Regions from separate parts of the Pan troglodytes genome. Here all the other regions are linked to region 2. The links are chromatin contacts, called in public Hi-C maps. All regions are on one chromosome and are shown on one strand. The core of a region is the stretch at or near the end of the contact, and the rest is flanking DNA. Distances in the headings are between cores, read along the strand shown.

The links. A called contact is a pair of places that touch in the nucleus more often than the background predicts.
Region 1: a contact with region 2 is called in a Hi-C map of stem cell-derived neural progenitor cells, with 2.5 times the contacts expected there. The contact joins the enhancer-like site here to the promoter of NUAK1 in region 2. A contact is called at or near these places in 1 of 7 Hi-C or Micro-C datasets (stem cell-derived neural progenitor cells) and 1 of 1 datasets of contacts at active chromatin or transcription factors (stem cell-derived excitatory neurons).
Region 3: a contact with region 2 is called in a Hi-C map of stem cell-derived neural progenitor cells, with 2.6 times the contacts expected there. The contact joins the enhancer-like site here to the promoter of NUAK1 in region 2. A contact is called at or near these places in 1 of 7 Hi-C or Micro-C datasets (stem cell-derived neural progenitor cells) and 1 of 1 datasets of contacts at active chromatin or transcription factors (stem cell-derived excitatory neurons).

What each region holds. Positions count from the first base shown.
Region 1 is chr10:112,371,060-112,375,540 of NHGRI_mPanTro3-v2.0_pri, reverse strand. No RefSeq gene overlaps it. Among named protein-coding and RNA genes, the nearest start is that of C12H12orf75, 220 kb to the right of the region's middle. Within about 2 kb of position 3,195, at least 5 of the 24 cell types and tissues checked have an H3K27ac peak or open chromatin away from gene starts, as enhancers often do. A contact at or near this core is called in stem cell-derived neural progenitor cells, where this site is marked.
Region 2 is chr10:112,950,714-112,955,690 of NHGRI_mPanTro3-v2.0_pri, reverse strand. NUAK1 (NUAK family kinase 1) reads left to right here and starts at 1,557. Exons shown (of 7, transcript XM_001161041.7): 1 at 1,557-2,097. The coding sequence starts at 1,858.
Region 3 is chr10:112,438,121-112,443,241 of NHGRI_mPanTro3-v2.0_pri, reverse strand. No RefSeq gene overlaps it. Among named protein-coding and RNA genes, the nearest start is that of C12H12orf75, 290 kb to the right of the region's middle. Within about 2 kb of position 1,956, at least 4 of the 24 cell types and tissues checked have an H3K27ac peak or open chromatin away from gene starts, as enhancers often do. A contact at or near this core is called in stem cell-derived neural progenitor cells, where this site is marked.

The DNA.
Region 1 (4,481 bases), core at 1,946-4,445, 580 kb after region 2:
AGAGACCTCTCCTGGATGCACTCAAATACACGTGGACCCTTGAACTGACCCGCTTAGTCTCATCCCCACCTTTGGCATCATTAGAAGCACCTCCTTTTGACATCACTTCTCTGAGAGATAATCCTGAAGAAGACAAAAGGACAAATATGTTCTCTACTGTTTATGAAATCCATTTTCATAAGACTGGAGTAGAAGTTGAATGGACTAGACAGGTTTTTCTCTGGGAGCCTTTTCCAGAATAGATCCTAAGCATGGGCGCATGTGGAGACCTCAATTACAATGAAAGAAAAGATGTACCAAATATTTTCATTTGGGGAGGTTGATTTTTAAGTGAAAACTCCTTAACCTTTCAGCTAAACTCCATAAATTGATTGCAAATGCCCCATTCAAAAAAACACAAAAACCTACAGAGGGAACTGGCACATATTTCTATCCCCAGTATGCCGTTTCAGCCATCCTGTCAGGTCATGTTGGTCCAAATAAGGAGAAAAAAAATGCAGCATCTTTGAAAAGAAAGCTGAGAAGGCGAAGGTGGCCTGGGAAAAAAGGGCTGAGGTAGAGGAAGGAAACGGGGGATAATTACAAATGACAGGAGTTTCCAAAGAAAGAGATTAAGATAACAGAATTCTGTACAGAAGTGGGTGGGACACAGGGGCAAGGGAGAGGTGGGGAAGCCAAGGTGGCATGTGGGGAGTAGGAAGCGGGTACCTGGAGAAGGGAAGGGGTCCTGACCTGGAGGGAGGGAAGTCTGATAAAGTTTATGCTGCCACTCCAGGGGTTCAAACATAAATTGCAGGTTGGTGTAGAGAGCAAATGAGGCCACGTGGTGGCTCATGCCTGTAATCCCGGCATTTTGGGAGGCCGAGGTGGGCAGATCACTTAAGGTCAGGAGTTCGAGACCAACCTGGGCAATATGGTGAAACTCCATCTCTACTAAAAATACAAAAATTAGCCAGGCATGGTGGTGGGCACCCATAATCCCAGCTACTCGGGAGGCTGAGGCACGAGAATTGCTTGAACCCGGGAGGTGGAGGTTGTGGTGAGCCAAGATCATGCCACTGCACTCCAGCCTGGGTGACAGAGTGAGACCCTGTCTCAAAAAAAAAAGAGCAAGTGAGGGAAAAGGGCATCTCAGAGGCTCTGATTTTTGTGTAATGCCTGGTGGTGAGAGAGATGCCTGGAAATATGGTGGCCAGATGCACAGGAGATGGGGACATTCCCACAGGGAGAGGGGGAGCTGAAGACAGCCTCAGTTGCTGCGCTCTTTCCTGACCCCTAATCTGTGAGTCAGATTTCTAGCTCAGGCAGAGACTGGTTGATCCCTCTCCCATGGAGTGGGTTGTCTAAGTGCTCCCCTGGCCACCTGTGTTTAGGCCAGTGGCCATCTGGGAAGCATTCAAAGCCTTGAGGCCACTGAGCAATCTAGAATGCAAATCAGAGACCAAGCAAAGGGGATGGTTGTGGACAAGCAGCCCCCTGGCTCTTGTCCCCAGCACGCCCTGACGCTGGGCTCCTGGGAGAGCAAGACTAGCTCCAAGGTCCACCTGCTGGAGCACTGCTTGGCCTGGCCCAGCCAGGCAGGGCAGAACATTCTAGGGAAAAATCCTCAGGGTCAGCCTCTGAGCTGAGGGAAAGATGGGCCGGCTGCCAAACCTAGCAATCCTGCACACAGATTCCCCCATGCGGCCAGACTTCTAGACACATTATCCTCTAGTTCACCTCATTCATTTATTCATTTACTTCATTATTCATTCAACAAATAGAGCAGAGTCTGCTGCACAACTCAGGCTCTGGAGTCAGGCAAAGCTGTGTTTGCACTGTAGCTGTACCACTTCCTAGCTGTGTGTCCCTGGACAATTACGCAACCTCTGTGTCTCAGTTTTCTCACCTGTTGCAGAGACACAATCATAAAATTATCTCAATGTGTTGTTGTGAAGATTAAATGAGGTAGGGGATTCTGCTCAGAACCTGAGCAAGTAAATACTTTGTAAATGATCACTTTTGTTCTTATTATTGTCATTACTGTTATTATTAGTAATATTATCATTAATTTCAAAAGTGTGAAGGTAGAGGATGCTTCTTCCCCACTCATGACGATTTCTTCTATGTGGGAGATGTCCCACTTCACTCCTGGTTTCTCTCTGTCCCCTGACTTACTCCCCCCAGGGGAGAAGTGGTTTTCTTATTCTGATAAATCTGGAAAGAGAAACTGGGTATGTGCAGCCCAGCCGCGTCTTTTCTCTTTCCCTTGGGAGTGAGACTGCTATCAAGGAGTACGTTCTGCTGCCCCTCCATACACGTCCCACAAAGGCCTGTCCAGAGCTGCTGTGATTGGGAGGTAATATTTGTAGGTTGGGTATTCGATATCAAGAAATCTACCAATGCACAGATATAAGCTCCATTTTCCAGCACCCACTTTATCAGTAACAAAACGGATGCTCCGTTTCCGTCTCCATCTGCCAAGTCTTTTGTTTTACTTTACGAACAGTTCAGAACTCTAGTGAAAAAAAATAGGTGCCATTTATTGGGTACCCTCTCAAATCCCAACAATTGTAAATAATTACATGCATACAAACAGCGGAGATTTGACCACCTGGGTTCAATGAGACAGTGCAAAGGAAGAATTGAATTCAAATCCACAGATTTTTTTTTCTTCTCTTGAATCCCACCAGGATCCTCATAAACATTCCAAATGCTTGATGATCCTGTGATTTCTAACAGAAATTTATAGTTTCATTATGTAAAAGACAAAAAAAGGGCTCCTTGCCCACTTACTCTTCTTGACCTGTGCCCCTCCCTGGAGCCAAGGTTAGCAGTTTTCATGAGTACTGCTTACTTTTTGTTTAGGTCATCTTTTCCTATTGAATTCCAGATCCTTATCCAGGCCCTCATGCAGGAAAGGGCTTCTTTTATGTGGGTTTTTGTTTTTTTTAATGGGCTTCAAGGGCTGAGCTACCTTTGGTAAACTATGTCTTTGGCTCCCTGGTGATCACGAAAAGTTTCATTCGTGTAGGCTGACTCTTGTTTGGAAACGGTGATTGCATGAAGCAGAGAGATTCTGAGATTAGGGGGGCTAGAGCATTCCAGCTCAATAAATCAATCCCTTTTTAATTGTGTCCCTGTCAGCCAACATTCTTCCAGAGACAAGAGGGAAGGGAGCTTGTTAGCAGAGTGATTCCTCACTCCCCTTTGTGTGCTGATCTCATTGTAAATTAGATGGAGCAGCAGCAAGGAGAGCTGTGCTGCACCTCCCAGGTCTGTCCCAGTCACAAGAAAGAAGCCACTGGATCATCAATATGCTTGACACCAACTCGGAACTTTTGAGAAATTTCAACCTGGGTGTCCATCTTTGCATAGAAAACTAAGTTCTAACCCCATTTGGTGAAACTGACCGGCTCACCCTGCATATTTCTAATCGCTTTAAGTTAAAGATCATTAAATCATCGGTTACATTTTCCAAGTTTCCTCCAAAAGTTGCTAAACAATTCAGTTTCTATTAGGCGTCTAAACTTACCTTTCCTCATTGATGTTCATAGCTCTGTTGTTCTAGAAACGGGCTGGGCTGACAGTAGATTTACCCTCACAAGATGAATGAAATCCCTTGTTATTCACAAAACCCAGACATCTGGGCAGTGTTTGTCTTTAAATGTGAATGATCTAGAACCTTCATCTGCTCCTCAAATTTTAACATATATGGAAATCCCTGGGAATCCTGTGACCACGTAGATTCTAATTCAAGATTTCTGAGTGAGGGGCCCAACAGTCCACATTCCTCACAAGCCCTCAGGTGATGCCAGTGCTGCCAGTCCATGGACGAGACTTTGAGTAGTAAGGATCTAGAATCCACTTATACTTTCACCTGAATAACGTTCAAAATCTGTAACACTGTCTCCTTTGTCTGGGCTCTGTAGTCTCGCAGATCTGGACAAGTTACTTAAACCCCATAAGCCTACTTTCTTCATCTGTATCTCATGAGACAATGCATGAAAGTACTTATAATAGTGCCTCGCACAGAGTAGGCACTTAGCAAATGGTACTGTTTAACAGCATCAGAATCAGCATCACCTAGATCAGGGAAAGCTGCAGCCTGCAGCCAAATCTGTCCTGCCACCTGTCTTTAGAAATCATTTTATCAGAACACGGCCATGCTCACTGATTTCCACATTGTCTCTGGCCGTTTTTGCACTACAACGGCAGAGTTGAGAAGCTGCAACAGGGACCTCATGGAGCCCACAGCCTAACATACTTGCTACCTGGCCTCTTACAGAAAAAGTTTGCCAACCTTTGATCTATATCACTTATTCAACATGAAAAATAACTATGGAGCACCTACTGTGTACTGGGCCCTGGAGATAATAAAAAATTCCTTCCCCTGAAAGATCTCAGCATCTAATAAATATTTAATTAATCCATGTGATATCCCCAACACACTCTTGCCTCCAGGCACCCATCTTTAAAATGAAGATCATTACAGCACCCAT
Region 2 (4,977 bases), core at 308-2,807:
GTACAGCAGAGACACGTGTGGAGGATGAGGGCAGTGTTTCAGGCCATTACTCTGGCAGCAGTGAGGAGGCTCCCGGGGAGGGTTGGGGAGAGCGGGCTGTTGCAGGAGTCCGGGGTAAGGTGACCAGGGGCAGACAGCAATGAAGGCGGCGGGAATGTAGAGGAAGGGCTGGACCTGAGAGCTGCAGAGGAGGCCCCAGTGAGGTCCACTGGTGGAAAAGAACCGCCATGCGATCTGCAGAACACCAAACCTTCTTCAGCCTTCACTCTTCCCACCCCAGTCTGGTACATTGCACCACTTGTTAAAAAAAAAAAATTTCCCTAAGATCTCTTTTTCTCTAGCCTTCTTCCTTATTTTTCATGGTCTCTTCTTAGAACGGCGGCAGCCACGCCGCGGTGGGAGGCCCTTCCTGCCTGACCCTTACCGTGCGGGGTACCGTTCCTGTCACCATCGCCAGGATCTGGCCCTTCCAGTGAAAGGAAATCTCCCAAGGCCTAAAGAGGCAAGAGGCCTGCAAATCGCCTCCTGCTCAGCAAACGGGTTGCTCAGCAGGCCCGGGGTCCTGGTCCACCCCAGGTCCCTGGTTTGCCCACCTCCGATGGCGGCCTTCGCTGGCAGGGTGGGCGCCTCTGGGGAGCCAGCTCCGTCCCGGCGCCTTTAGAGCCCCATCTCTTCCACGTCCCTGGCCTTCCTCCCCTTCCAGGCGGCTGTCCCCGCCGGGGTCCAGATGGTGTCGGAGGGCCGGCGGTTCGACGGCGGGCCCGGGGTTCAGCCTCCCGGCCTCCCTCCGTCCCTGACTCTCCTTTCTTCGGAGAGGGCGCGGGGGCCGGGACCAAAGCGCCGCTCTTGGGGTTCTCCTGGACTCGGAGTTGCCCCAGGCGGGCGCAGCTCTGCCCCGCGGGGTGCCAGCCTCGGCGGGCAAGGTCCGTGAGTCACCGCCTGTAACCGAACACCAGGCCTCCCTGCCCCCTCCCCCAGCTCCGGCCGCCAGGCCGCGGCGACACCTACAAGAAAATGAAGGGGCGCCCAGGCCCGCGGCGGCCCCGGCCGTATCGCGAGCAGGTCCCGGCGGCCCCCGGCTCGCGGCGCTCTTTCTTCCCCGGCCCCGGGGCTCGGCCAGCCGCAACCGCCGCCCCGGCGCCAGCAGGAATCCAGGCCGAGCGACCGGCCCCGGAGCCCGAGGCGGCGGAGGGCCCGCGGTAGCTGCGACTGGCGAGCCCGAGAGCGCCCGGGGAGGGGGCGCCCAGCTTGGAATTTCCCGGTCCCTTCCGGCCCAGCGAGGACAAAGCACTCCTGGCCGCCGCCGCCGCCGCCGTGGCCTACGCCGCGCCGCACAAAGGGCGAGTCGCGACACGCTCCCATCCCCCTCCCAGCTCACGGCGGCCCCGGCCCCGGGTGGCTGCAGGGAGGTGGGGGAAGCCCTGGCTGCACCGCCCCTCGCTCCCCCTCCCCTGGGGCCGCGCGAGCGCCGCCCCCGCCCCGTCTGCGCGTCCTCCCGGGGAGGGGTTGGGGGGCGCGGCGCCCCACATAACACTCCCCCTCCTGCGCTGCGAGCCACCCTCTCCCCTCCCTCCTGCAAACACCACCGCCTCCCCTGCCACCGCCGCCACCTCGCCCGACGCTCCACAGCTCGCCGCGGCCGGGGGGCGGTGCGCGGACCGTGCGCGCCGCGGGCGCCAGATGTGCAGTCCCCGCCGCCGCCAGTGACCGAGCCGCAGTCCGAGCGGTATCGGGCCGTCTCCCTGATGCTGCGGGGGCGACCTTGAGCGTACAGCGGCTTCCCTCGGTGGGGACCCCGACACCCCAGCGCTGTGCCCGGTCTTGCCCTCTGTAGCCCGGCTCGCCCCGCGCTTGGACATGGAAGGGGCCGCCGCGCCTGTGGCGGGGGACCGCCCCGACTTGGGGCTGGGGGCGCCGGGCTCTCCCCGAGAGGCGGTGGCGGGGGCGACAGCAGCCCTGGAGCCCAGGAAGCCGCACGGGGTGAAGCGGCATCACCACAAGCACAACTTGAAGCACCGCTACGAGCTGCAGGAGACCCTGGGCAAAGGCACCTACGGCAAAGTCAAGCGGGCCACCGAGAGGTTTTCTGGCCGAGTGGTGAGTGGGGCAATCCTGGAGGGTGCGGGGGGCGCTGGGTGGACGCGGCCGGGGACTGAGGGCGTGCGAGGCGGGGGTCTGTGCGCCCTGGGGGTCTCTTGACAGAGAGGGGGCTCATTGGGAAGCCCCGAGACAGACTCCTCACTCTTTCTCCAGCACCCCGTGACTCAGGCGTGTCTCTGTCCTGAAACACTTGTTACATCCTGTCTGCACATATTTTATTTTATTTTTTGGTTTGTTTTTAAAAATTTAATCCTAGCAGCAAAGGAATGTTTTAGATTTGCAAACACTTTGCAGCGTTGGGACGGCCGGGGTCTCTCTCCCTCGCAGGCACACATTTAGACCATGCCCCGAAACGCCTTATTTCCACAACTCTCCAAAGAACCGCATTCCCAGCTAGGAGCTAGCCCCTCAAGTCCGGTGTTTTGTAGGTGTCCCTACCCCCTTCCACCCATCTGCCCGCAGCTCCTTGCTCTGCATCCTCCCACTCAGACTCTGCATCGCCCTGATACTGCTGTGACTGCAAGGGAGGGCGACTCTTGCCTGTTTTTGAGACAAGGTTAGGGAGCAAAAATAAAGACTACTGCAAGCCTGAGGATTCTAACAGTTTGCATCATGGCTTTGGGAGGACCGAAATGTCCAGGGCATGGGTAGCTACAGAGATAGCTGTGCTTAGTTGCAGCAGGCTCAGTTGTGTTTCAGCTCCTGGTTGCAGGGCTACCAAACCGCTGAAGGGGTCTGGCCCCGCTGCTCTTGTGACAGCTGACACCCTGCCAGGGTCCTGGCACCATTTGCACAGCTCCAAGGAGTGCTTTGAGTGCCTTGGGGTCTGTCTGCCTTGTCCCAGCCTTGGTTTGTTGTTATTTTCACTTCTGCAGAACAGGCCCTTGAAATCCACACTGCTTGTGGCTAGAGAGTTGGGTTCAAAGTGACTGACTCTTGCAGAAAGATTTTGTGTGGTGTGTGGCAGAAAATTAACATGGTTCTTTGATTTGAAGCAGATCAGATGTATTCTAATCGATTTAGGGCCAAAGTCAGAAACTGATTATGGGACTCCTTGTGTGCACTTTTGGGGGTGTTTTGGAGGCTCAGGTTTGCTTATAAACAACAAATGACTGCAGGGAAAAAGGAAAATGAGCTGTCAAATAAAATAGCAGCTTAGTATTGACATGTTTCTTTTGCATTTCGGCAGGAACAGTTCTGTGAAAAAAAATGGGGGTGCCAGTCAGCAAAGTTCAGTCCCCAAATTCTCAAATATCTGGATACCCGGATAACGCCCTCCCAACCCATTTCTCAGATTTGATGTTTGGGTCTATATAACTTCGTCCCATAACGTTATTTTAAAAAAATCTGTTATCAATTAATTGGAAATTTGAGATGGCGTACATTTCTTTTTAAAGCTGGCTCTGTAATAAATTCTACAGCAAGCAAGTAGTTGAGAATTCACTCTGGGCAGGTGCCATTTTCGTAGGATGAAATTGTTAAAGGGGAGGGTTGTAAGGGTGGCCTCTGATGAAGGCAATTTCAGGTTTGTGGAAGAAGAGGCTGGGAAACGTGCACTTCATTCATGCTTTTCTTCTGCGGTGATATTCCCCAGGCTGGATGTTGAATAAGCAAAAACTAAGCTTAGATCCCTGCTCATGTTGTCTTAATAGCTGCTGAAGAATCGCACTGGGAAGGTGGGAAGCAGAATAATGAAAAACAGACGCAGTTCGAGCTGCAGGTTGAGAATGTGAGGCTATGAGGGGTTGTTGAAGTGGTAAGGGTTTGTCTAGGGTCTGTGAAGGGACCCCAAAGTCTAAATGCTGGGGCACTACCTCAGACCTTTCTAACGAACGAACCCTTGTCTTATGGCAGACGCCTTTCTGAGCGTCAGTGGGACTTCCTGTCAGGCGTTCTTGAGCTGTCTGATCCACAGACTAGGTTAGAGTGAAAGGGATTTGCATCAGTAGGCAGGAGTCCGCTTTTCTCTTTTGGGGGATGTCTTTCTCTGTATTTGCAGAAACTGAACATTCCGTCAGGATTTAGTCAAGCGGCCACGAGGGGGCGCCCTGAGAACGAGAGAGGCTTCTTTACCAGCCGCAAATCTGAAGTCCCGCTGTGTTATTGTTCAGCCCTAGTTCATTTTCCCACTGTGCTATTAATTTCAGCTAAATCTCTTGTTTTACCCCAAAATTATGTAAAGATTTTAAATCTGGCAGCAGACCCACGCCCAGAAACTGACAGTCTCTAAAATGCTTCGTTTATTCATGGGGCTGTTTTCTCCTTGATAGCTGAGCTTACAGAATGTTAGCCAGATCCCTGGGTAAAAACCTTGCATAAAACAGATGGGAAAACTGAGGTTTGGGGAAGGAAAGTCCTCCTTGGCCCCCCGTCCTCCCCCTGCTGAGCACACTGCTCACAGATGGTGTTAAGAACTTAAGTGAGAAACAGGAATTGTCAAGTGGAAAATTTCCTGTGACTGGCTGAACAGAAAATAACACCAAACAAACAAAAAATTGGTCAACGAGTTGTTCTTGCCCATACAGTGCCTGGTGACTCAGAACCTGTTAAGAGCAGTAAGACATTTTCATCTAAAATATGAACTTGGAGTTTTCTTCTGGTACCAGCGATGTGCTAAACATTCAGAACATGCTTTGAAGGTGCAGTTGAGGAGAACTGAAAGGGCACTATCTTAATTTAGCCTTTTGATCTTTGGGTAGAATTTTGAAGTGATGTTTTATTTTCATTTGCACCAGTGCCTTTTACATCATCTCTCAAGAGGAGCAGTGGTTCTAACGTGTTTTACTAATGTGAGTGGCCCAAGACAGGTGCCGAGTATGGGGTTGTATGAAATGCTGTGAAATCAACATCCCTGTTGAAAGCAGGGGTTCTTCTCAG
Region 3 (5,121 bases), core at 707-3,206, 510 kb after region 2:
CCTCAAGGAAACTGCTTCCTGATCCTGTTTATGGTACAGTGGTCGTCCCATTTCATTATCTCAGCACCTGTTTTCTTTCTTTTTCACTTTTTTTTGGGGGGGAGGGTACTGTGTTTTCTGTCTCCCTCACTAGTCTGAAACAGAGGATGTGCATGTCACAAGCTCCGTTGTATTTTTGGCCAGTACTCAGCACATAGTATGTGTTGAATAAGTACTGATTCAATGATTGAATTAGCAGATGAAGTAATGAATAAATACTCAGTGCTTGACCTCAATTGGCTCACAGTCAAGGGCAAGAAGTTTTTTGTTTTGTTTTGTTTGTTGTTGTTTTTGTTTTTTTAGAGATGGTGTCTTGCTCTGTCACCCAGGCTGGAGTGCAATGGTGCGATTTCAGCTCACTGCAACCTCTGCCTCCCAGGTTCAAGCAATTCTCCTGCCTCGGCCTCCCAAGTAGCTGAAATTACAGGTGTGTGCCACCACACCTGGCTAATTTCTGTATTTTTAGTAGAGACGGGGTTTCGCCATGTTGGCCAGGCTGGTCTCAAACTCCTGACCTCAGGTGATCCACCTGCTTCAGCCTCCCAAAGTGCTGGGATTACAGGCGTGAGCCACCGCGCCCGGCCAAGAGGTTCTTATGCATACAGATAAATGACACTTTCAACACCGTCAACAAGCTCAGGGAGCACACTGAGCAGAGGATTTTGAGAGAACAAAAAGAGGACAGCTGGAAGGCTTTCCAAAGAGATGATGCTTGAAGGATGTGTAGGGAGAAGCAAAGCAAAGAAGTGAAAAAGGATATTCAAGTCCAGAGGCAAATTTAAAACTATGGCATTGAAGATGAGCTATGCTTGAGTGAGGCTGAAACAGAGGAAGCCACAGTGGGGTGAGGATGGACTAGTGGCCAGTTGGGAGGGTACTAAGGCAGAGGGGCCACACCAAGGAGGGCTACCAGCTGCTTGTTTTTTCTCTCCCCTCTTGCCAGCTCCCACCTTTCCTCCCCTTGAACTGTCTGGCCAGGAATCCCATTCATTTTCGCAACGAACTTGCTGCTCTTTGGTAGACAGCCTAAGCCCAGAAATGGAGTAAGATTATCTTTGTGTTTATTTTAGTCTCACTTTAAGGATCTTATCTCTAGCAAATCCCCCATTATGGTTCACCATAGCGAGACACATAGGAAGAGCCACTTTTGCAAAAAATAAAGGTCCAATGATTTTCCCCAACCCCATTAAACTGTCATGAAGTTATGCTTTATTTACCAATGCAGATTCATTGCTTGCAGTCCATGGGCCCCAAGGCAGGAGGACAGAAATGAAATCCTGAGGTATACAATCGTTGTGGTGTCTGGACTTTGGGGGAAAATTTTTCAGGGTTTTATGAAGAATTAGCTTTCATACTAAACTTTATTAAACTTTATCACTGAATTCTTTCCCTTTGGAAAGGGCTTTTCAGCTATTAAGCCTGGAGAACAGCCCACATCGGATTAATTCCAAATGAAATGTAGTGGAGGATCTGGAATCCTCTGAGCACAGACACATAAGTCTCATTAAATGTGTATAGATGCTCACAACAAAGCCCAGCTCAATTATACCCTGAGAACGGCGCTCAGAGAGACTGACAGGGTTGAGGCCTGGCCAGGGGTCTCCCGGGCACACACAAAGAAGCTTCAGGAAGAATGCAAGCATCACTCTCCCCCATGAAATTTTCTTTGGCTAATTGTAAAGGAAAAATTACTTGGAAGTGCCAATTAGCCTCACTTCTTTTTGTCCATTTTAATTTCATTCCCCTTATCAAATCAAGATCTGTGACAGCTTAATCCGAACTCAAACTCTCGGTCAAATATTTAGAGGCCAAAAGTGGTGAAGAAAAATTCCAAGTGAAACCCCAGGCTGGGACCCAAGTAGAGAACTCATTCACCTTGATGAAATAATTGCATTGCTAATACCTTGAAAGAAAGAAAATTATTTTCTCAGACAAAAAGAGCTGACCTCCCACTTTCACCCCCTACGCTCTTCCTGAGAAGCAGAAATCATCAATCCTCAACTGGCAGCAATAGAGAACAAATATTTGGGGTCTCTGTTTTGGTCTTGGGGCTTGGTTGATTTGGGTCCTATTTTCAACAGCACTTTTTCCTTAAAATGTAGCAAATATTACACAGCTAATAGGAAATCTACTTATTCTTTTCACAGGCCAAATAAGCTTGGAGAACATACATTCTTAAGGCGTGTGAAGTTTGCTTTTGGCACAGAAAGTGATCCAGAAAGTCATGCAGAGAGGGCAGGACTACATGGTTGAGAGCTTCTTGGAGGCAGAATGAATCAAGAAAAGGTTCTTTAGCTAAATAATTACTGAGACCTTTGTGGACACTAAATAAATGGTACCTATTAGCATATGTCTTTAACTCCCAGACCTACAACTTTTTCCTGTTTTAATCTTTCTGGAATTTCAGTATGTCTTGTCATTAAAATGTTCATTGATTTAGTGTAGTAGTGTTTCTTTTCTTTCTGAAAAGCTATTATTAAATTGAGAGTGAATCTTGTAATAGATTATACCTGATTATTAAAGAAATATCATTATTAATACTGTCATAGTTGTTATTATCATTATTTAAAGTTAAGACATGACACAGAGAGATATCTCATGGGAGGGGACTTTGATGAATTAGTAAATGGACAATTAAATGACCAGGAAGGACCTCGAGTACAATGTTTAGGAATTTGTAAATTTGTGGTCTGCAATGTTTGATGCTTTCTGAGCAAGGGAGTGGCACACCTACAGACATTTATAGTAGTGATATGGAAGGCAGAACAGAAGAATGAGATGCTGGAGAAAAAAAGAACAAAGACTATAAAAATTGTCCTGATGAAAGCTATGAGAACCTGAGCTACAGTAATATCAGTGTTCAGACAAAGAGACGTGGCAAGGCTTGTGGGATTTTTGGAAGATAGAAAGATCATAATTTGATGACCCACTGATGTTCACAGCCTGCCTTGATTTCCCATTTCACACATAAGTGAGTCTCCTTATGTAGTATAAAGATCAAAATGCACAATCTGACTGGGGCTCCAGGCCATGAGTCTGGCACACATTTTACATTTTAAAAGCCCTGTGTTCGGCAACTCACACTAAATCTCTCAACCATCCAACCTGGGACTCATAGAGCACAGCAGGTATGCCAACACATGAGACATCCTTGAGGCCAGAGAGAAATGGTTGCTCATGAGGCAGGGAAAAATCTTTAAGGTATTATTGCTGTGTCACAAGGAGGAGATAGCTAGAATGATATGTAGAAAGCTCTGCCTCCACTTAAACCTCACCAAGGATAAGATCACATCTGAAGTTGAGATAAGTTTTCAACTCTCAAGGAATTAATTATATAGACCTAAACTACAGTAGAAAAAAATCACTCCATGGTTTAATGTGCATTTCAAATAAAATTCAGATACATAGAATGATACGTAGAGGACTCTGCCTCCACCAAAACCTGATAAATGAATTCAGTAAAGTTGCAAGATACCAAATCAACATGCAAAAATCAGTGGCATTTCCACAAGCCAGAAGTGAACAATCTGAAAAATAAACCAAGAAAGCAATCTCATTTACAATAGCTACAAAAAATACCTAGGAATCAATTTAACCAAAAAGGTGAAAGATCTCTACAAGGAAAACTATAAAACATTGATGAAAGAAATTGAAAAGGACAAAAAAAAATGGAAAGATACTTCACATTTATGGATTGGAAGAATCAACATTGTTAAAATGTTTATACTACCCAAAGTGATCTGCAGATTCAATGCTATCCCTATCAAAATCCCAATGACATTCTTTACAGAAATAGAAAAGAAAATTCTAAAATTTATATGGAACTACAGAAGACCCAGAGTAGTCACAGCAATCCTGAGTAAAGAGAACAAAGCTGGAGGCATCACATTACCTGAATTCAAATTATACTACAAAGCTATAGTAACCAAAACAGTATAATACTGTCATAAAATCAGACACATAGACCAATGGAGCAGAATATAACACCCAGAAACAAATCCATACATCTACAGTGAACTCATTTTTTTAAAAGGGTGCCAAGAACCTACATTAAGGAAGCGACAGTCTCTGCAACAAATGGTGTTGGAAAAACTGGATATCCATATGCAGTAGAATGAAAGTAAAGCCTTGTTATCTCATCATATACAAAAATCAAATCAAAATGAATTAAAAACTTAAATGTAAAATCTGAAACTATGAAACTACTAGAAGAAAACTCTGGCAAAATGCTTCAGGACATTGGTCTGGGCAAAGATTTATTGAGTAAGACCTCCAAAGCAAAAATGGGCAAATGAGATCACATCAAGTTAAAAAGCTTCTGCACAACAAAGGAAACAATTAACAAAGTGAAGAGACAACATAAACAATGGGAGAAAATATTTGCAAACTCTTCAGCTGACAAGGGATCCATAACCAGAATGTATAAGGAACTCAAATAACTCAGTAGCAAAAAAACAAATAATCCAATTAAAAATGGATGAAGGATCTGAACAGACATTTCTAAAAGGAAGACATACAAGTAGCCAACAGGTATATGGAAAAATGCTCAACATCACTAATCATCAGAGAAATGCAAGTCAAAATCATAATGAGATATCATCTCACCCCAGTTAAAATGGCTTTTATCAAATAGACAAAAAATAATGAATGCTGGCAAGGATTGGTGGGAAGGTAAATTAGCACAGCCACTATGGAAAACAGTATGGAGATTCTTTAAAAAAGTAAATATAGAACTACCATATGATCCAGGAATTCACTGCTGGGTATGTGCCCAACAGAAATGACATCAATATATTGAAGAAATATCTGCACTCCCATGGTTATTGCTACATTATTCACAATAGCCAAGATATGGCATCAACCTAAGTGTCCACCAACACATGAATGTATAAAGAAAATATGGCACATGTACACAATGAAATATTATTCAGCCATAAAAAAACAACAAAATTCTGTCATTTTCAACAATATGAATGAAATAAGAGGGCATTATGTTAAGTGAAATAAACTAAACACAGAAAGACAAATGTCACCTCTTCTCACGCGTATGTGGGAGCTACAATATTTTATTTCATGGAGGTA